7 separate regions of the Mus musculus genome follow, and all the other regions are linked to region 7. A link is a contact called in public HiChIP or PLAC-seq and promoter capture Hi-C data. All regions are on one chromosome and are shown on one strand. The core of a region is the stretch at or near the end of the contact, and the rest is flanking DNA. Distances in the headings are between cores, read along the strand shown.

Region 1 (2,700 bases), core at 123-2,622, 640 kb after region 7:
AGCTAATAGCTAACTAGGAGTTAGAGCAGAGAAGGGATGTGCCTGGCCTCAGGAAAGCAGGGTACCCACTGGCCAGAGGGCAAAGGCTCTAGCCTGGAGCCAAGTTGGAAGAGGACAAATCCAGGCTCCAAGAACTATTTCCTGGACTGTTTTGTTTCTTAACATACTGAGATTAAAAGAAATTCTTGGCCTCACCTTAGGTATATAAATCTGTATATCCTCCATAAAGGTTATGTTCCCTGGAGGCTTTGGAAGGGCCAGCCTACCTTTGTGGGTAGAGTTGGACTTCCGGAGCCAGGGTGGATCTATCCCTCCCCTGCTTCCTGCAGCACTGGGTGGGTGGGTGGTGTGTGTGTGTGTGTGTGTGTGCACACGGCTGTGTTTGTTGCACCAAGACACAAATCCCTACCTCAGTCGTGTGTGTGTGTGTGTGTGTGTGTGTGTTTTGCATCAAGACACAAATCCCTCAGTCCCCCACCACCCCGAAGTCCCCAAAGGTCTGGTTATCCTCGAGCCCCTTCCCCATCCTCTGCTATCAGAATCGCAACATCCTGCTGGAAGCCGTCTTCCCTTCCTTCTACCCCCACCTCCCCAACACCAAGGCCCTTACACCCAGGGCACAGCGCCCAGCACAGGGCCTCAGGCCCCGATCCAGCGGCCTGGAGGCGGGTCCCAAAGTTGGGCGAGCCAGCGCCGGCCTGGGAGCGCTCTTTCCTGGAAGACATTTTGGCTCTTTGTTTACATTCGCGGCGCGCCGCTCCCCGGCAACATGGCTGTCACCGGCGCGGCTGACAGCGACCCTGCCGCACCGAGCGCCCCCTCCGCGGCCCTGGGGAACACTTACCATCTGCGGGTGGTGGTGGCTGTTGGGAATGTTGCTTTCTTGAAAGAACGTGCTTAGGGCGGTCTGCGGACAAAATACGGGACGCAGCGGCGTGAGCGAGGCCTGGCCGCCCCGGCCCCCCCCCCCCCCGCCGCGGCCCCCCTACGCGGCCCCCGGCTCCCACGCGCGCTCCCGACCCCGGCCCGGTGCACACCTCGAACTGCCAGTGCGCCGCTTGCAGCAGCTGCTGCGCCTGATCGGCCGCGCAGCCCGCGGCCAGCACGAACTGGTTGATCATGACCTGGTGCCGCAGCTCGTCCGTGTTCACCGACATGGCGCTGGGCGGCCGCCCCGGGCTCACGCTCGCAGCTCCGCCGCCGCCCGGCGAATGTTGTGGTTCGGCTCGCGCGGCCGCGCCGACGCCGCAAACAACAGCGCGGGGCGGGGCCGCCAGGCCCAACGTTCGGGGGCCGTGAGCCGACGCCGCTGATTGGCCCACGCGCAGCCCAGCCAGCCGCCGGCTCCCACACGGACGTTCGATTCGAATCCTGCGGCGGGCCCGGCCGCTCTGTTTCTCTCCTCGCCTGGCCGCGCCCATTGGCGGAGTCGGTGCCGCGGGGGCACCCCGGCATTGGCCAGCCTCCGTGTTTTGGCTCCTCCGAGTTGGTGGTTGGCTGGGGCCGCCATCGGGAGGCGGGGCGTGATGCGCTGATTGGCCTACCGTAGGCCTGTTTGAACTCAACTCGAAAACCCTGACCGCGTTCTGATTGGTGGAGGTCATCAGTGTTTGCTGTTGTAGGCGTGGGGGTGGTGCTGGCCAAGTTCATTCATTACTTCATTGAAACTGAACATGCTCAGCTGGAAAAGCAAGACGGAGTGGCTTTGACTCATTTCCTCTGAAAGATGTGGTCATCTCGAGAAACAGAACGATCAAAATAGAAAACACACAGAACCTTCGCAGCTACTCGACTCTCAAGAGTATTTAAATTTTTAAATAGCTTCTAAACAGTCTCTCTTAAAAAAAAAAGAAAAGAAAAAGAAAACTTTTGAAACATGGCAGACAGATCCTGGGTTCAATTTCTTAACACCACAAAACAAAACAAAACAAAACAACACAAAAGAACCAGGCGTAGTGACCACATGGTTTTAATTTCAGGGCTCAGTGGGAGGTAGAGGCATTCGGATAGCTCTGAGTTCGAGGCCAGTCTTGCCTACATGGTGAGTTAGTTCCAGGACAGCCAGCAGGGCTACATAGAGAAACTCTCCAAACACACACACACACACACACACACACACACACACACACACACACACACACACGGGGGTGGGGGGGAATAGCCAGTGCCAGGGCATGCTTTGCATAATCCAGCCTCGGGGTTTAAAAACCTTATGCTTTAAAAAAAAAAAAAAAAAAAAAAGTACCTGTTTTCAGCATGAAGACATTTTCTTTGTCATTATTCCCTGATCAAGAGGACATTGATACATCTATTCACATGAAACTTACATTGTATTGGGTATTAAAGTGACCTAAAGATGATTTAAGGTACACAAGATGGTGAAGTTGGCTGGTAGGAAAAAATGACACATGGTATAAGAGCCCCACTTATCCAAGGATTCTAGACCATGGGGAGCGGGCAGGAACTGTTTCCACCCTGATCTGGAGGATCGGATTGGGAATTTACTGTGAAGGCTCCTGTTTCAGGAAGACATATACTGTTTTTCATCAGAACTAATTACAGCGAAGGTTCTAACTAGTTAGGGTGTGCAGAACAGAAGGACAGAACAGAAGAAAGCAAACCTCACTTCTATTTCTTTGCCAGTGAAGGCAGAGGCAGTGAGAGTCGCTTTCCATGGTGTGGGTGTAAAACCAGACTGGG
Region 2 (2,751 bases), core at 158-2,657, 800 kb before region 7:
GAAAGTCTCAAATATCCTCCCGCCTCCCCCAACCCCACCCCGCCCCAAAGGACTGAGATTACAGGCATGAGCCACCATGCCTGCCTTTTGCAGTACTGAGGAATCAATCTAAGGATCACATGCTTACTAGCTAGGTGCTCTGTCACAGGGCTCTTGGGCATGACTTCCATGGAAGCACCTTGTCTCTCCAAGCCAATGGTATAGGAAAAAGAAAGATTTCTAGATACCTCCAAAACTCCGTTTCCCATATGTCCTAGAGAGATGGCAGACACAAACCCATACAGTCTCTTGGAGACTCTGTAACTCTAGCTCCAGGTTGTCCAGCGCCCTCTTCTGGCCCCAGTAGGTAACTACACTCATGTGTATCTACTCCCCACCCCACACATATGATTTTTAAAGTTTTAAATCTCCCCCCCCCCCCATACAGGGTCTCTGTGTAGCCTTGATTGTCCTGGAACTCTGTGGACCAGGCTGGCCTCGAATTCAGAGATCCGCCTACCTCTGCCTCCCCAGTGCTGGAATTAAAGGTGTGTGCCACCACCTCCCAGCTTTAAATTCATTTAAAAGAAGAATTTGGGGAGAGGAGAGGGGAAGGGGAGGGGGAAGGAGGAGGAGGAGGGGAGAGGAGGGAGGGGGAATGTATCCCATTTGGTAGCATGCTTGCCTAGCACTTACAAAGCCCTAAATCTAGTTCCCAGCACAGCGTAAACTGGGCATGGTGGCACACACTTGAATTCCCAAGCAGGACGGTCAGATGTTCAAGGTCAACTAGGTTACCCAGTGAGTTCAGAACTAATTTTGTTGTTTGTTTGTTTGTTTTGAGACAAGGTTTCTCTGTGTAGCCCTGGCTGTCCTGGAACTCACTTTGTAAACCAGGCTGGCCTCGAACTCAGAAATCCGCCTGCCTCTGCCTCCCAAGTGCTGTGATTAAAGGCGTGCGCCACCACTGCCCGGCCAGAACTAATTTTTAAGGAGAAAAATTAAAAAGACTCCAGTGGTTGAAAGCTACTGTTTATGGGCAACACGGTACCATACTTGATTCCTGGACTTCACATCAGTGTCTGCAGCCTGTTTCCTCGGGTGTAAAATGAGGACCGTGAGGGACTGGAGAGGTGGCTCAGAGGCATGGAACTGATTATGAAGAGAACCTGAGTTCCATTCCCAAACACCCAGGTGTTTCCCAGAGTGGCTGAGACGCTTAATTAAGTTAAATCTGCAGTGCCACGAGCAGTACCATGTACACGCTAAAATCCCCGGACCTCAGCTTTGTTTCCCACTCAGCAAAGTAAGGAACTGTCATTCCAAAATCTCCTAGCCTTTGGAACAACGGAACACAAAAACTACAACTCTCAGCATGCTGCGGGGCTCGAATAATGTATAAAACTCCAGAGAGGACTACAATTCCCATAGTGCCCCGGGCTTGCCCAGTTCAGGTCCGCGCGGGGTCAGAAGAGTCCAGTTACACGGGTTCCCCGCTGGCACGGAAGAGACTGTCCTCCGCTCCTGCGGCCGAGAAAGACGAGTGCCACAGCCATGCTATGCAGCCTGTTCCGGGCCGCCATGCTACGCAGCCTGTTCCGGGCCACGGTCCCGGGGCTCAGGGTGCCCTGGGCTCAGTGGTCTAGGAATTGGGCGGGGGTCCCAGCCCACGTGGTGGACCTACGCAGCGACACGGTGACCCGGCCAGGGCCGGCCATGAGGCGCGCTATGGCCGAAGCGGTTGTAGGAGACGATGATTACGGCGAAGACCCTACGGTCCACGGTGAGCCCGGCGAACAGGCCCGGGGCAGGGGTCGTTGCGGTGACCCCGGGACGCTGTCCGTGGTTCTGACAGGACAGCACGGACGCAGAGGGGTGCCTCGCTGACATTTGAGGACGCTCAGTGGTGCACTCTGCGTTCTTGTTCCTTCTCGGAGAGATCCCTGGTAATGCAGACTCTTGAGCTCCACAATGGACTTGGGGAGCCAGAATCTGCATTTTAACAGGACCACCTGGTGATTTCTGCCCACTGTCACCCAATTGCCCAGATGGGTGTTGTCCAGACTTGGCAAAGCAAGACCCCGAGATGGGCAGAGAGGAGTTCAAGGACCCACATCAGGAACAGGGAAGAACCAGGGTTTGAGACAGGTCTTACTACAAGGAGGGCTAACTACTCTCCTTCATTCATTGGCTGACTTCACAAAGACAAAATCAATCCAGCAAAGAAAGTGCTCGCTGCTCCTTCACAGGGGGGGGGGGGGGGTGCAGAATTTCATATCTAGGGAGTGCAGCGCGTTAAGGAGACAGCAAACCAAAGCCCACCCGGGGTCAATAGTCACTGCTAAGGTGGACCTCTAGTGCTGCTGTGTGTGCACTAGAGATCCAGAGATACACCAGAGATCACACTTGACCTTTGTGGACCCAGGGGTGATTGGGGCTGATCTAGAATCTCTTGACAACAAGATATTACCAGGAACTTCAAAGATGCTGAGCTACACTGCTCTCAGCAGGCACCTGGTGTAAACAGGTCACCACATCAAGGCTGGGAGGTCCTGGCCTCGACAGGAGTCTGAGGAGGGTGAACCAGGGGCTGGGAGGAGGAGCGAGCAGAACTCATCCCCGACCGCACACAGGGCTCAGGGAGACACGGGTATGTGTCCTCTGGGGACAGAATCTAGATCACTTTAGCACTGAGCATTGTGTCACAGACAGGAGAGCCACCATGGCCTTTACCCAGGCCATCCACTCACCCGCCAGCTGCACTCTTTGTGC
Region 3 (2,700 bases), core at 106-2,605, 990 kb after region 7:
AACTGCTGGGCTGGCTAGGGACATAGTCCAGCTTAGAACAGTGCTTTTCGTGATGTGCATGAATACTGGACTCAACTGATCATCATAACTTTGTAAACCCAGGCTCGGTGGTACACACCTGTAATCTCAGGACTCTTTCTCAAAAACCAAACAAACAAAAATCTGTAGCCATTTGACTTTTATTAGTGTGCACCTAGAAAAACAAACAAACAAACAAACAAACAAACAAACAGACAAACAACCCCAAAGCGAACAGAAGGGTCTCTTGCACTGTGAGTTAATAATGTACCTGCCATTTCCCAGAACTGTTTTACTCTGCAGCTGAGGCTGGTCTGGAAATCATTATGCAGCCCAAACTGGCCTCAAATCTGTGGCAATGTTCCAGGATGTAGGGCACCATGCTGTCTGCTTCAAACCAAACACTGGTGTCTTAAGGTTAAGGGTAGGTACGCTAAGATGCCACCCAGAAACTGAAGAGTTCTCCCAACCCTCGACAGCCCTGCGAAAGATACAACTCAGAGGTGGAGTTTAGATTCACTACAGCGCAGTGGGGAGACACCCACTAGCAGAAACGAGTCAGTGGTATTTTCAAAGTCCTACCTGGCGGTTGGTCATGTGCTTTGTCAGTCCACTCAATTATTCTAGGTCCTGTTTAAACCCTGCTGTTTAACTTCTGCAGCGGGATCCGCTAGATCAGAGCAGGAAGCAGCGCCATCGCGAGGCGGCAGGCGGCAGGTGCTGGGCGGGGAAGAGGGTGGGGAGCGGACCGCTCAGTCCCCAGAAGTTCACAGTCCGACTCTGGGTCCGGGATCTGGATCTGGGTCGATTAAAGTGGCGTATTTTATTTTTTTCGGGCTTTGCCAGTCCACTGTAGAAGGGACTGCATCTCGCACTGCTCTGTAAGTTTGCAATGAATACCCAAATGTAAGCGCGAACTACTCATGACAGTTGCGGAAATGAAGACGGCTGGTTACGTAATGTTTAAATGTACCATACACCAGATCATCAAATTTAAGTTACATTTCTTCGATTGAGTTTGCTTAACATGAGGAAGCTAGGATGAGAGAGGCGTACAAATGTTTAAGTAGTCTTGTAAATATAATCTCTAGCCTGGCCTATAATATAAAAAAAGACTACAAATTCCAGAATGCACTCGTCACTAAACGCAGGGCGAGGCCGCGGTTGCCGGACCACTGCCTGCTGGGAATTGTAGTTGGCTGCTTGTTTGTGATGCAGGTGCAACTTGGGGGAGGGAGAGCGGGAGTAAACTCTCCCCACGTGACAGTCCAGATCAGGTGGTTGGTCAGCCTGCGCGCAGGAACTATGATTGGCTGACTGTAATACGAACGACGCCACTAGAGGCGGGCCAAAGACCAGCGCAAGCGCAGAGCGTTGCGAGTCTCGGGACCCCAGTGGGAGAGACTATGGCGCTCAACAAGAATCACTCAGAGGGCGGCGGAGTGATCGTCAACAACACTGAGAGGTGAAAACACGGCGGAAGGATCCTGGAGACTTGAAGGGCGGGTGTCGGCCACTGTGTGTGGTGGGCGGTGGGATATGGTGGAGAAGGAAATTGATGGAGCGCTGTGGGGGGGGGGGCGTGGGGGGGGAGGAAAGAGGGAGAAAGGGGTGGTAACGGCCGGAGGCGGGGCTGGAGGGAGTGGGTGGGTCGTTGGGGAGGGCCGGAGTGCTGATCAGCTGGGGTGATGGGTGGGGGTGGGGCCAGAGAATGGTGTCAGGGTTTGTTTGGGAAGCCGAGTGAGGCCCACGGGTGATTTCTTGAACCCCTTCCCAAACGAAGTCTTAAAACATAGTTGCTATTTATTAGGCGTTCACTACGTCTTTACTATGCTGCGTCAGCTCTACCTTAGGTAATACATAATCCTGTGCCGCAGAAACTATTAGACACATTTTACAGGTAGGGCAAGTGACGCCTAATGAGGTTAAAATAACTTAGACCATTGTGCTGTGAGTAACAGAAGGGGAATTGAAGGAAGGTAACTTGGCCCCAAAGTCAATAGGCTTAACTACTCCTGTACAGTTTTCTCGTATATTCCAGAACTTCTCAAGTTCCAAAAGAAAGGCTGAGGCCCTAGAGGTGGTGGAACTAAATGTCTGTCAACTACTTAACCCGGTGACCCTTATAAAGGCTTGTCTCTTGCCTGGTTCTCTTGAATTCTTAATGGCTTGTGTCAGTTCCCCGAACAAAGGTCTCCCAACTTTAAGATTCTTTTTTTCTCTCCCCTCCTTGAACTGCTGGGCTTCTCTGTTCCTCTTGTTTCTTGTTCCTTGGAATTCTGACTCTCCTGACTTGCACTATCCGGGCTTGGATTAACTTGAGAGCCAAGAGAGACATGATGGAGGTCAGAGCCCACACCCAGTGTAGACAGGCACCCATCTTGGGACTTGTCACCTGGGAAGCTGACTCAGAGGAGAAGGTGGCAGTGACAAGGCCAGGTTCTGCTGACCTCGTGTGCGTAGGTCTTGGGAAGGGGCTGGCCAGCACATGTGCCTGGTGACCACTTCTTTAACCTGAGCTGCCCCTCTTTTATTGCACCAAGAAAGGATATTTGGGACAGGAGGAGACAGCTGAATGGAACCATACGAACTCAAACCTTTTTATCTTGTAATCTGAGAAACCTTACATTGTTTTCTGGTATACTTTGTCCAGTTCTTTGGCTGAGCCAAGTACTCTGATGC
Region 4 (2,700 bases), core at 37-2,536, 770 kb before region 7:
TGCTGGGAGAGCCTGGAGTCCAGGTCTGCTTTGATATGTAGAATAAGCACCTCAGTTCCTACTCCTGGGGTCTGAAACCAAACAGGGGCCACTGAAATGGCCCAGGTGAGGATGCTTGCTGCCAAACCTGCTCACCTGAGCTCAATTCCAGGGACCAACACAATAAGAGAGAAGTTATCCCCCCAAGCTGTCTTGACACCAACATCCACCATGACACCCACATCCAAACATACACAAATAGAAATATAAATTAAGTAATAATAACATATTTAAAAATTTGGTTGGGCAGTGGTGCTGCACGCCTTTAATCCCAGCACTTGGGAGGCAGAGGCAGGCGGATTTCTGAGTTCGAGGCCAGCCTGGTCTACAGAGTGAGTTCCAGGACAGCCAAGGCTGCACAGACAAACCCTGTTTTAAAACAAAAACAAAACACAACAAAAAAACCTCAGGCAAAACCATGCATGTTGGCAACACTCAGGAAACCAAGGCAGAAATTGAGAATTCAAGACTAGTCTGAGCTGTATAACTGGAACACTTGAGCAAGAAGCATGCTCTTCTACTAAATACAAATGGTTTGTCCCAACTCCAGTTCAACCCAAAAGGCTCTCAATGGAAGGGGAACACCAGGAAACCCACCGAGAGTAGCCTGTGGGACTTACATCGGGTTGTCATCGGGTTCCCAGCCTTCCAATTCCTTAAAGCAGAAAAAACACTGGGCCAAATCAGGCTCGTTCTCGGTAGGGCAGTGGATGAAGCCAGCCTCCGCCATCTGAAAATGACAGCTCGTGAGCGGGATCAACAGTCTGACCTTATCCCATGATTCCCAGAGATCGTTCCGGGCCGAGAACTGAGGACAGTGGGAAGAGGCCCGGAGGCTAACAGTGGTTCAGGCAGAGGGTGGGGAGAGCGGGGGGGGGGGGTGGCCTCGTGGAGGACAGAGCAGAGCAAAGCAGCCTGGCTAACAGTACGAAGCGAGGGTGGGGATAGCGGGTTCTGATCCCGGGTCACACAACTAAGGCACCGTCGGGCCCAGGGTGGAGTCGCTGGAAGCTGGGACTCACTCGCTCTGGGGTGCAGGCGCAGTCCTCCAGGAAGGGCCAGTTCTTGAAGGTGGCGATGCGGTAGTTCTTGAGGTACAGCTGCCAGATCTGGGGCAGCGCCGGAGCTCCCATGATGGCGTCACCACAACCTCCGCCAAGACGACTCAAACGCAGGATTCAAATCGCGCGGGCGGAGGCGCGCCGCAGAGCATGCCGGGAGAGCCCCGGCCCCACGCCCTCGCCCGCTGCCTTCTGGGAGTGGACGGCGCGAGGCGAGCCGGGAAAGTCCCGCCCCACGCCCATCTGCGCCTGGCCTTGTGGGCGTGGCGGGCGCAGGGCATGCTGGGAGTTGTACCTTCTGCTGCGGTTCCTTCTTGCTATTCTGACTCGAATCTTCCGCAGCTGCTCCCCAGAGGACACGGAGGGTGGCCGAGGGCGGTGGACGGGCCTGGGGCACCTCTTTAAAGCATGTCCGCTGCAAGTCCCATGTGCTCTGCAGGTTCTTCCTGCCTCAAGGTTTGCAGGATTTGGCCAGCTAGATATCGGAATGGAAGTGCCTCGGACCCACCCACAGGCTGGTGGAGGGGCGCCCTTAGGAAGACAGGAGACCCTCCTCCCTGCAGCAGCCGCCATCCTTCCTATAGACACCCTGGGATGGAGGCGGGGTCTGTATGTCCCAGCGCTGGAAAAGAAAGTCAATGGGTGTCTATTTCTGAGACCATCGGCCTGGCTCAGACCAAAGGGAAGCAGCCATACACCGCAAGAGAGTCCAGGAGCAGAAGAAAAATACTGCTTCCTGGGTGTGACTGTTGGCTGCTGAGCCTGCCTTGCTGCGGGCCCGTTTTCAGTGTCTCTGTTCCTGTCGGGCGGCCTGTGGTTGCAGTGGCTTCTAAAGAGCTTCACACTGCAGACAGCAGGCTGGGCATGCCCCGAACACAGCCCAGGTTGGCGTTGCAAACGAGTGCCCTGATAATTCGGTTTCCTTTTCAATAAATCTCAGTAGGCTTCCTGCCAGTGGGCCTCCAATGAGCTCCAGGCCACCTCACAGATTGTGAGGAAGAACAGATCATACCACATAGGCAGCTGGAACAAGAGGGGTTTTGTCACGTCCCGAAGAAACATGGATCAAGTATCAATTCCTGTGGCTCCCCCCAGCTCTTCTCACCCTGCCCCTATCCTAAACCTCACCAGTCCAGCGTTTGAGCTTCTCTTCCCTGTATAGACCAGCCATTTCTACAGCTTGCTCCCTTGGTCTGAAACTTTCCACTTCTCTCTTGGTCCTCTTCCCTCTCTCATCTCTTCCTCTCCTCTCTCATGGCCCGGTTCAGATAGGACTCTTCCCTGTAGTGAGAATTTGAGTTTCTCTAAAAGCCCAGTTATGTTTTATGAATGTGTTTTTGTTTTAATCCCAGGTGTGGAGTAAGAGGTGGCTTCCCAGCAAATAATTAGGGTTTGCCTTGCGCAAGGGTGTGATTTTTGCCAACTTCAGGAGAGCGTTTATTGTTTGGAATTCTGGGAAGTCTTTAGAGGGTATAAATGCCTTGAGCCCTGAGAGAGACAGGGGTGCTCTGAAGAGGCTGCTCCTCCCCCTGCTGTTCCCCGTGCTCCCACTGCTTGCTGCTGCTCCTGCTCCCCGACCCTGCTGCTGCTCCACCTGCTG
Region 5 (2,746 bases), core at 146-2,645, 950 kb after region 7:
GATTTCTACAAGAGACACCAGGAAGCCATGACTCCAGCCGGTCTGGCTTTTTTCCAGTGCCGCTGGGATGACTCTGTCACCCACACCTTCCACCAGCTTCTAGGTAAGGGCTTAGTGGTCAGGCAGGCCTGGGGATAAAGACCTTTCCTGCCATGCCAGGAGATGGCCTTTGAAAGCCAGGGTGAGCCGGGCGGTGGTGGCGCATGCCTTTAATCCCAGCACTCGGGAGGCAGAGGCAGGCGGATTTCTGAGTTCCAGGACAGCCAGGGATACACAGAGAAACCCTGTCTCGAAAAACCCAAAAAAGTCCCTGGCAGAACTCCAGCCTCACAGGCAAGGAAGGAGGCCCAGGTCAGCAGAAGTCCACCACTCTCCCCTTACTTTTCTTGCAGACATGCGGGAACCTGTGTTTGAATTTGTACGGCCACCCCCTTACCACCCCAAACAGAAGCGCTTCCCCCACGAGCAGCCCCTACGCTATCTGGACCGATACAGGGACAGTCATGAGCCCACCTATGGAATCTACTGAGAGACTCAGTACATTCATCTCCGAGGGGGAACTGTCGCAGCAGCTGGAAGGTCACACCTCCGGAGAGAGCCATCTGAAGCCAACTGAGACAGTCCCATGCTGGCCTCTCCCAGGACACCCAGGGGCTTGTGGATGTGCCTCGATTCTATGTGAATAAAATACTTTTTTCCTGATGCCAATATGTCTTCACTTTCGGGCACCCAGACCCTTTTAGTGAAGCTTTAGTGCTCTGTGGGTGAGCAGAAGGTGCCCAGCAGCCCGGTAGCTGGGGGTACACATGAAAAGTGAACCTTTGCCCAGCCTGTGATCTTTGTGAAAGACAGCCCCGGGATCAGAACCTCCTCGAGGAGAAAGTCCTGCCCCTGTCAGACCTAGCAACAGATTGCTTGTTACCTTAGCATATTTCAGCCCCCACCAAGGCCTGGAGCCCCCACTGTGAGGCTAGAGGCCTAGAAACAAATCAGTTCTGCCTACTCCATTAGGAGTGATCTCTGATTCATACTGCCTTTGGGGACCCTGGAACTCCCATCTGCTCTGCTCAGCTGTAGAGGAGATGACAGTAGCCTGTCTTAGGGTTTTACTGCTGTGAACAGACACCATGCCCTGGGCCTTTAATCCCAGCACTCAGGAGGCAGAGACAGACGGATTTCTGAGTTCGAGGCCAGCCTGGTCTACAAAGTGAGTTCCAGGACAGCCAGGGCTACACAGAGAAACCCTGTCTCGAAACCCTCCCACCCACTCCTCCCCCCCAAAAAAGAGTCTAGGGAAGGAACACAAATAGTCAGGGTGGACCGGAGGGAGCCGCGCCCCAGCTCCCAGTGCGTCAGAAGGCGGGCAAGCAAGGGTGACTTGGATCCCTGCCAAGGAACGTTCTAGTGCACCAGGCTGCGCACTGCCGCGACTTCCTGGACTGTCTTCCCCAACGTAGTGCTCGCACTGGTAGCCTCGGCCCCTTTAAGAGATCTGAGCACTGGGCCTCGCTTCCGCCATGGCCGCTCAGTTGCTGGAGGAGGACGTGGTGACTTGCTCCATCTGCTTAGGTCGCTACCGGGACCCGGTGACGCTGCCCTGCGGGCACAGCTTCTGCGGGAACTGCATCCAGGATTCATGGCGTTCCTGCGAAAAGTCGTGTCCGGAATGTCGCCAGCCCTTCCCCGAGGGCGCCAAGCTGTCCCGCAACGTGAAGATGAGCACCTTGCTGCAGGCGCTGCCCGTTCTGCCGGCGCCGCCCGCCGTGACTCCGCGCCGGGACTCCGCCACAAGCCACAGCGCTCGCTGCCTGCGCCACGGGAGGCCGCTCGAGTTCTTCTGTCGCACGGAGGGCCTCTGCGTGTGCAGCGCGTGCACGGTGCACGACTGCAGCCACCACGAGCGGGCGCTGCTGGACGTGGAGCGCCGCGTGCGCGAGGTGCGGGAAGGGCCTCTCCGAGGGCCGAAACTGCTTGTGGCCAGGGCCAGGGGCTGCAGCAGGATCTGCGGGTTCCCATATGAACCCAGAGGGCACGTGCACCTGACTGCTGCACGCAGCTCTCCCCAGGTCCTCTGAATAAAGTAGAGCCAGAGTGTTAGGTCAGGGCTGGCAGCCCCATTCGCTAAGGTGGCCAGCATTCAGTAAGTGTGATTTCTGCCCTTCAGAGACTGAAGGATCTACTCAAGGGTCAGATAGAGTCTCAGCAAAACGTGAATGTAGAGTCAGCAGGGCCAGTCTGCATGGTGGTCGTGACTCTTCCTCTAGGGATGTGCAGTGCCTTTCCAAGCTGAGACAGGGTGATGATGTCATCAGATTTCTGCTTTCTGGAGTCTGAGCCCCAGCTGGGGTGTGGAGGGGGTAAGAGATGAGGGGTAAGAGGAAGGAGGTCTCAGCTGCAAAACAAAAGAAATGAGAAGTGAGTGGGAGCCCGGTGCCCAGTGGAGAGAGTAAGACGCAGGACAAGGGTTTCTTCGGGAGACCGGGCTGCTGTGTGCTGAGGTTGGGTAGAGAGTAGCTGGTTTGGGATATGCAGTGTGTGGGGTACACAGACAGGGGTGGGGGCACAGACATCTACTGAGAGCTGGGAAGAGATGCGGACAGTGAAGTGAAAGAAGTCGCTATGGTATCCCTAGAAGGAGTGGAAATTTGTTGGGCAGGGGATTACATCCTGACAAAGCTGTAGAGATGGCGGCCAGGGCACAAGCAGTTACAGGAGGGAGAGTTCTCCAGGTGCCCCAGGCTGCTGA
Region 6 (2,700 bases), core at 72-2,571, 910 kb before region 7:
ATGGCTGGGGGAAAGAGCCATTCTGATCAGCAGGCAACCTGAGATAAGACTGCCTGTCTGCCTTGATTCTGTCATTCAGTAGGTCCTCTAAGTCTAATTTGTGCTTGGGTTGGCAAGCTCCCTGTTACTCTGTAAATCAATGACCCACATCTAGAACCAACGCAGGTGACTGCACCTCAAGCCATCTAGAGACAAGATCTTACCCACAGATCTTACTCACAGAACCAGAATGGGCCATTACAGCTCACACCTGGGAGTCAGCATTGGACATGAGGCAGGAGAATCAGGAGTATTAGGCTAACCTGAGTTACTCAATTTAAGGCCAGTATAGATACATGAAACTGTGTCTCTAAAAGAACTGGGGGTCCAGCGAGTTTGCTGCCAAGCCTGATGATCCGATTTCAATCACTTCAACTCACGTGGTAAAAGAGAACCGACTTCCCCTACCACCACCTGAGCACACAGTCATTATTTTAATTGTTTTATTTATTTTAAAGAGAGAGAGGAGGAGCTGAGATGTGGCTCAGTGGTAAAGCACCTGCCTTGTGTGCATGGAGTTCTGGGTTTGGGCCCCAGCATTTGAAGAAAAAGAAAACGAAGTCTCTAAACATATCCACACGAGAGAATATCACACACAAACACACAATCTCAATATCTATCTCGCGCGCTCCTGAAAATTAGCAATAGCATCAGGCCTCTTGGTTGAGCCTGTTCTTGGCAAATGTTTCCTTTAAAGGACCACTGCCTGAACAAACTGCTTCAAAGCTTCCCTCACCGCTTACACAACCCACTTCAGTACTTTTCCAGAAACAAGCCTTTCGAACGCGCGCAGAAAGAGTTTCGAGTGTTTCCTCTTCACGGGCCTGAGTACCGATTGAGTCAGGATTGAGAAATGTCTCCGGCAGGATGTGAGGAAGCCAGCCTGCACCGGGTCCCCGCAGGGCTGATTCACTCCGGCCAACTCACCGCTCTAACCCCGACTGCCACACTCACGCCCCGAGCCCGGAGCACAGCAGCCTTGGCCCCAGGGCCGGGCCGCAGCCCCGAGCTCGCCCCGGGTGGCTCCTGCACGGTGCACGCCCACGGGGCTCCTGGCTGAGCCGCCGGCACGCGGGGAGACAGCGAGTCCCCCACCCCCCGCCCGGCCCTCTCGAGCGCTCTCACCTCCGGCGCCGGCGCTCCCGGCTCCTGCCCAGACGGTCGGAGAGGCGGCCCAGGAGCGCGGCCAGCCCGGGCCTGCCAGGCAGCAGGCCCAGCAGCCGCCTCCAGAACACCGGGCCCGCTGCCGGCGCCGCCATGGAGACCCGCCGCTTCCGCTTCCGGCGCGCGAGAACTTTATTGACAGTGCGAGCGCGAACAGGGAGCCAGCGCGCAGGCGCGGTAGCGGCAGTGACAGCTGCATAGGCTGTATTCCCTTGTCTTTGCCTCTCTGTATCCTTTCTGGGGCACCGCGTCGCGCCAGACAGGGAGCTCAAGGGCGGGAGGCATGGACTACAGTCCTAAGTTCACCTGATGGTCCAGGAGGGAGAATGCTGGTGACAGCTCAGCACCCCGAATCCTGTCAGATTAGCAGCTGCTGCCCTGCACTTTATGCTCATCTGCCTTGCTGTAAGAGGAGGGATGCTCAGCGACCAGACTACCTGTCAGACTTCCAGCTGCTACCCTGCGCTCACATAAAGGTCCAGGAGGATTAATAACAGCTCAGCGCCCGGAGTCCTGTCAGACTGATAGCTGCTGCCCTGCGACCTATGATCATCTGCCTTGTTCCAAGAAGAAGGAAGGATGCTCAGCGCAGACTTTCAGCTGCTACCCTGCGCTCACATATGAGAGTCCAGGAGGGAGAATAGCTAGTAACTGCTCAGCGCCTCAATCCTGTCCGTTTGACAGCTGCTGCCATGCACTCACATGAGGGAGCAAGGAGGAGGATGTCAGTGGCATCTTAGCACCTGTCACACTGACAGCTGCCGCCATGCGCATTAAACTCACCTGCATTGCTCCAGGAGAGAGGAAGCTAGTGATCATTCAGAGTCCTGACACCTGTCAGATTGATAACTTCCTGAGCCCTACGCCCTCAACTCACCTGCCTGGCTCCAAGAGGAAGGATTCTTGCAATAGCTCAGTGCCCAACACCTGTCAGATAGCCAGCCCCTGCTTTGTGCCCGCACTCGTGTGCATCATCACTCAGTTCAGCACCCTGAGGCCTGACCCTCCTCTGCCCCTGTCTGACTTTCATGCCCTTAATTCCTTCCCTGGCTCACATGCTCTGGGACTTAGAAGCTAGAAACATTGTAAAACAGTCATAATTCTCTTTACCCCAGAGATGATGGAGTTAAAGCTGTAACACTTGAACTAACATTCTGAATTTCACCTCCACCAAACTATTTCAGGAAAGTGAATGACACATTTCAAAAGAATATTTATCTCAGTCTTTCTCCCATTATTGAAAAGTGTGGAAACAGCCGGTGGTGGTGGTGGTGGTGGTGGTGCACGCCTTTAATCCCAGCACTGTGGAGACAGAGGTAAATGGATCTCTGTGAGTTCAAGACCAGTATGGTCTACAGAATGAGTTCCAAGATAACCAAGGCTACACAATGAAACCCTATCTTGAAAAACAAACAAAAAATCTCAGTGAAGGAGTTGGCTAGATACACTGTGGTGTATCAATACAATGGATGGCCATAGCTCCATGAGAATATGATA
Region 7 (2,700 bases), core at 35-2,534:
GGTCGCTCAGGTGAGTCCTGGGGAACGATTTCTGTTTGTTTGGGTTGTACTGGTGTCTTGTCCAGTGACGTCTGGAGTCACAACTGTATGCATCTTTGTTTAAGCTCCACGTGGGTGGGACAGACACCCAGGAGTAGAAGACTTCCTAGCATGCATATAGCCTTGAGCTTTATCCGTACATCCCATAAACCACGTGTGCTCGAGGATGCCGGTCATCCAGGCGGCTACCAGAGGCAGAGGAAGGAGGATTAGAAGTTCAAAGGCTGCCCTCAGCTACTTAATGAGTAAAGGCCAGCCTGGGCTAAGTGAGACCCTATCTCAGAGCGGGGTGGTGCAGTTGCTGGAGAGATGGCTCAGCATTGAAGCTGAACACTTGTTGCCCTCTTAAAGGACCTGGGTTCAGTTCCCAGCATCCACACCGGGGCTGACAATACTCTATAATGCCACTTCTGGGAAATCTGGTACCCTCTTGTGACCCCTTGGGGGCACCAGGCAAACATCCACACTCTAAAATAAAATAAAATAATGAATACGTCTTTTTTCTCTTTTTTATCTAAAGTGAGGGGCTTGAGTAATGGTCAAATATTTGCTTTTGGAGGACTGTGCTCAGTCCCCACAGCTTCAGCAGGGCTCCTGTTTGCAGTATCATACATGACCACCAAACTGCTGCTAGGATGTCCACACCTGTTACTGCAAATTCTAACCCCAGGGAAGAGGTTCCTCCTCCTCTGGGATTTTACTTTAGGTCAAGGTCGGGCTGTCTGGTACGGGGCTGCACCCACCTCGGGCGGGTACAGCCACACAGGAGCCTTTTCCCAGACCGTCGGCCTCAGGTCACCGTCCCACCCCCAAGGATTGACATACCTGGGCCAACCAAGCTCAAGTCACTGGAAACGCTCCTCGGGAGGAAGGAGCTTGTGCGTGCTTCCGTCTAGTCGTTGGGGGATGTGGTTCATTTCCTGGGTGGGGAAATAAAAAGACAATTTAATACAATTCTGTGTAAGCGGACGAACCCGTGCGGCGCCTGCAACACAGAAGCAGCCAGTGCCCCGCCGATGGCGGCCCGGGCCTAGGGCCTTCCTACAACTCCAGCCCATCCCGCGATCGCGTGCCGGCCCGGGGTCAGCCTCCTCCCATGGGAGTCCCGGGAGAGGTTTCTGAATCCCACGATCGCCTTCGGGAGGCTCCACGGCGCCCCCGAGCCACGCTGCGCAGGATGCATCCCCTCTGCACGGAGCACGCGAGTTCTCCTCCCCGGCGGAACCAGCTCTGCAAATGCACTTCCGGCCGGAACTGAAGATTTACCATCGAGACGGCCGCTAGAAGGTCGCTCTGGCCTTCGGGTCATCCAGGTCGGCCTTAAAGGGGCCGCGTTCTAGACGCGGTTAGAGCGGCCAGAGTTCCACGCGGCGGTGGGACCTCGTCTACAGGGGCGCAAGCGGGAGGGACTCCCTACTCTTGGGCGGCAGGAGCTAGCCTAGCCACTGACCCTTTATCAATCACGCAGCCCTGTGCAGACCAAAAAGTTGACTTTCCCGAGCCCAGTCAGCCCTGTTGTGGCAAAGGCAGTTGAAACCCAGCTGGTTCTGTTGCAAACCTGTGTGTGACCTTCCATCACAGTATAAACCCATAGGTGGTATCAACTGATACCCGTTGACGTCAGCACCCTCTTGATCCAAAGGCTTCCCAAAATCGCACCTCTGACCTGACCGCCGCAGGACTGTATCTAGAATCATGCCTTCAGCAGAGACCTCCCGAGGAACATGACACCGTGGTCCAGCAAAGGGTTAGTTAGATCTGTGATGTGGCATCTCTGGGCTAAGACCTCCAACCTCCAAAGTGGCATCCAAGTCCTGCATGCAGGTCCAGGTTTCAATCATCCCAAGGTATCCCAGGGGCCAATGGGAAATCCCACGAAAAAAAATTGATCAATAATGCCAGGGCCAAGTCGGTGCTATGTAGTAATTTCCTCCGAAACATCTCACCCGGAGGGAAGCTTGAGAAAGTGCGATCCGGATAGTCCTTAAGACTCTAAGACTCGGAAAATAAGTGACAAGTCTCAAAAAATTCCTAAAGCTTACCAGATTCACAAGGCCCCGCCCTCCTTAATGAGGAGAGACCCTCCGAACTTGTGGAATTAGCCCCAAATCATGCAGAGAGCTCCAGTTTCCAGCTCTCCTGAGCTGTCACTCATGCTGGGCTAGGCTCTTAGTAATGTGAGTGTCTTTGGGCTATCCGTGCTCCTGTGAGTAACCCCAGAAAACTGGCCACTTCATGGGGGCGGGAGGGGCATTTGGTGTCATTGTTACTTTGGTCTGTCATTTAGTAAACAAGGTGGTCTCATCTCCCTAGGGAAAGTGTCACACAGCCATTACCCCTACAGCTGTGGCTCCTTCTAACTGGAATCAAGATCATCTTCAGGTCAGCTAGAGGCGCGGGGAAAGGCAAGGAGAGGGTGCACTCTGTATTTTCAGTAAATGAAGAAAATGACACACGAACCTCATTGAGATGAATGAAGGGTTTTTGCATGTTTCACTGTAATGTGAATCCAACCACTGAATACAGACTCCCCCTTTGAAGGCTATTTTATTTATTTATTGAGATGAGTCTTGTGGATGTAAAAACACAACTGTGGGAAGCCACATGTGCCGTTGCAGAGTGACACTGACTACTGCTGGCCACCACCCATAAGTTTGGACA

Evidence for each region. Promoter capture Hi-C pulls out the DNA fragments that hold promoters and counts their contacts. HiChIP or PLAC-seq counts read pairs in DNA pulled down with a chosen protein or histone mark.
Region 1: an HNF4G HiChIP or PLAC-seq map of pancreatic cancer cells shows a contact between it and region 7. The contact joins the promoter of Ubald2 here to the promoter of Snhg20 in region 7. A contact is called at or near these places in 2 of 39 promoter capture datasets (liver and neutrophils) and 1 of 115 datasets of contacts at active chromatin or transcription factors (pancreatic cancer cells).
Region 2: a contact with region 7 is called in a FOXA1 HiChIP or PLAC-seq map of pancreatic cancer cells. The contact joins the promoter of Tha1 here to the promoter of Snhg20 in region 7. A contact is called at or near these places in 3 of 39 promoter capture datasets (embryonic stem cells, hippocampal neurons and liver) and 3 of 115 datasets of contacts at active chromatin or transcription factors (memory CD8 T cells, microglia and pancreatic cancer cells).
Region 3: a contact with region 7 is called in a promoter capture Hi-C map of stem cell-derived epiblast-like cells, with 3 times the contacts expected there. The contact joins the promoter of Wbp2 here to the promoter of Snhg20 in region 7. A contact is called at or near these places in 1 of 39 promoter capture datasets (stem cell-derived epiblast-like cells) and 1 of 9 other capture datasets (adipose tissue).
Region 4: a promoter capture Hi-C map of pre-B cells shows a contact between it and region 7, with 2.7 times the contacts expected there. The contact joins the promoter of Birc5 here to the promoter of Snhg20 in region 7. A contact is called at or near these places in 11 of 39 promoter capture datasets (the 3T3-L1 cell line, 3T3-L1-derived adipocytes, the HPC-7 cell line and 6 more) and 5 of 115 datasets of contacts at active chromatin or transcription factors (embryonic basal ganglia, embryonic stem cells, epiblast stem cells and 2 more).
Region 5: a FOXA1 HiChIP or PLAC-seq map of pancreatic cancer cells shows a contact between it and region 7. The contact joins the promoter of Trim65 here to the promoter of Snhg20 in region 7.
Region 6: a contact with region 7 is called in a promoter capture Hi-C map of embryonic stem cells, with 4 times the contacts expected there. The contact joins the promoter of Pgs1 here to the promoter of Snhg20 in region 7. A contact is called at or near these places in 7 of 39 promoter capture datasets (the 3T3-L1 cell line, the SN4741 cell line, embryonic stem cells and 4 more), 1 of 484 Hi-C or Micro-C datasets (embryonic stem cells) and 2 of 115 datasets of contacts at active chromatin or transcription factors (microglia and pancreatic cancer cells).

Annotation. Positions count from the first base shown.
Region 1 is chr11:116,432,766-116,435,465 of GRCm38.p6, reverse strand. It overlaps Ubald2 (UBA-like domain containing 2), which reads right to left and starts at 1,372. Exons shown (of 3, transcript NM_176902.3): 1 at 1,038-1,372; 2 at 845-907. The coding sequence starts at 1,157.
Region 2 is chr11:117,872,182-117,874,932 of GRCm38.p6, reverse strand. It overlaps Tha1 (threonine aldolase 1), which reads left to right and starts at 1,407. Exons shown (of 7, transcript NM_027919.4): 1 at 1,407-1,762. The coding sequence starts at 1,534. It overlaps Gm11725 (a long non-coding RNA gene), which reads right to left. Exons shown (of 3, transcript XR_001780380.2): 2 at 2,730-2,751.
Region 3 is chr11:116,085,650-116,088,349 of GRCm38.p6, reverse strand. Wbp2 (WW domain binding protein 2) reads left to right here and starts at 1,355. Exons shown (of 8, transcript NM_016852.3): 1 at 1,355-1,483. The coding sequence starts at 1,425.
Region 4 is chr11:117,847,823-117,850,522 of GRCm38.p6, reverse strand. Birc5 (baculoviral IAP repeat-containing 5) reads right to left here and starts at 1,286. Exons shown (of 4, transcript NM_009689.2): 1 at 1,062-1,286; 2 at 660-769. The coding sequence starts at 1,172.
Region 5 is chr11:116,129,777-116,132,522 of GRCm38.p6, reverse strand. Trim65 (tripartite motif-containing 65) reads left to right here and starts at 1,395. Exons shown (of 6, transcript NM_178802.4): 1 at 1,395-1,937. The coding sequence starts at 1,518. Mrpl38 (mitochondrial ribosomal protein L38) reads left to right here. Exons shown (of 9, transcript NM_024177.3): 8 at 1-103; 9 at 393-706. The coding sequence ends at 529.
Region 6 is chr11:117,985,478-117,988,177 of GRCm38.p6, reverse strand. Pgs1 (phosphatidylglycerophosphate synthase 1) reads right to left here and starts at 1,321. Exons shown (of 10, transcript NM_133757.2): 1 at 1,165-1,321. The coding sequence starts at 1,298.
Region 7 is chr11:117,075,367-117,078,066 of GRCm38.p6, reverse strand. Snhg20 (small nucleolar RNA host gene 20) reads right to left here and starts at 1,284. Exons shown (of 2, transcript NR_027059.1): 1 at 865-1,284. Mir6516 (microRNA 6516) reads right to left here and starts at 719; the gene lies at 610-719.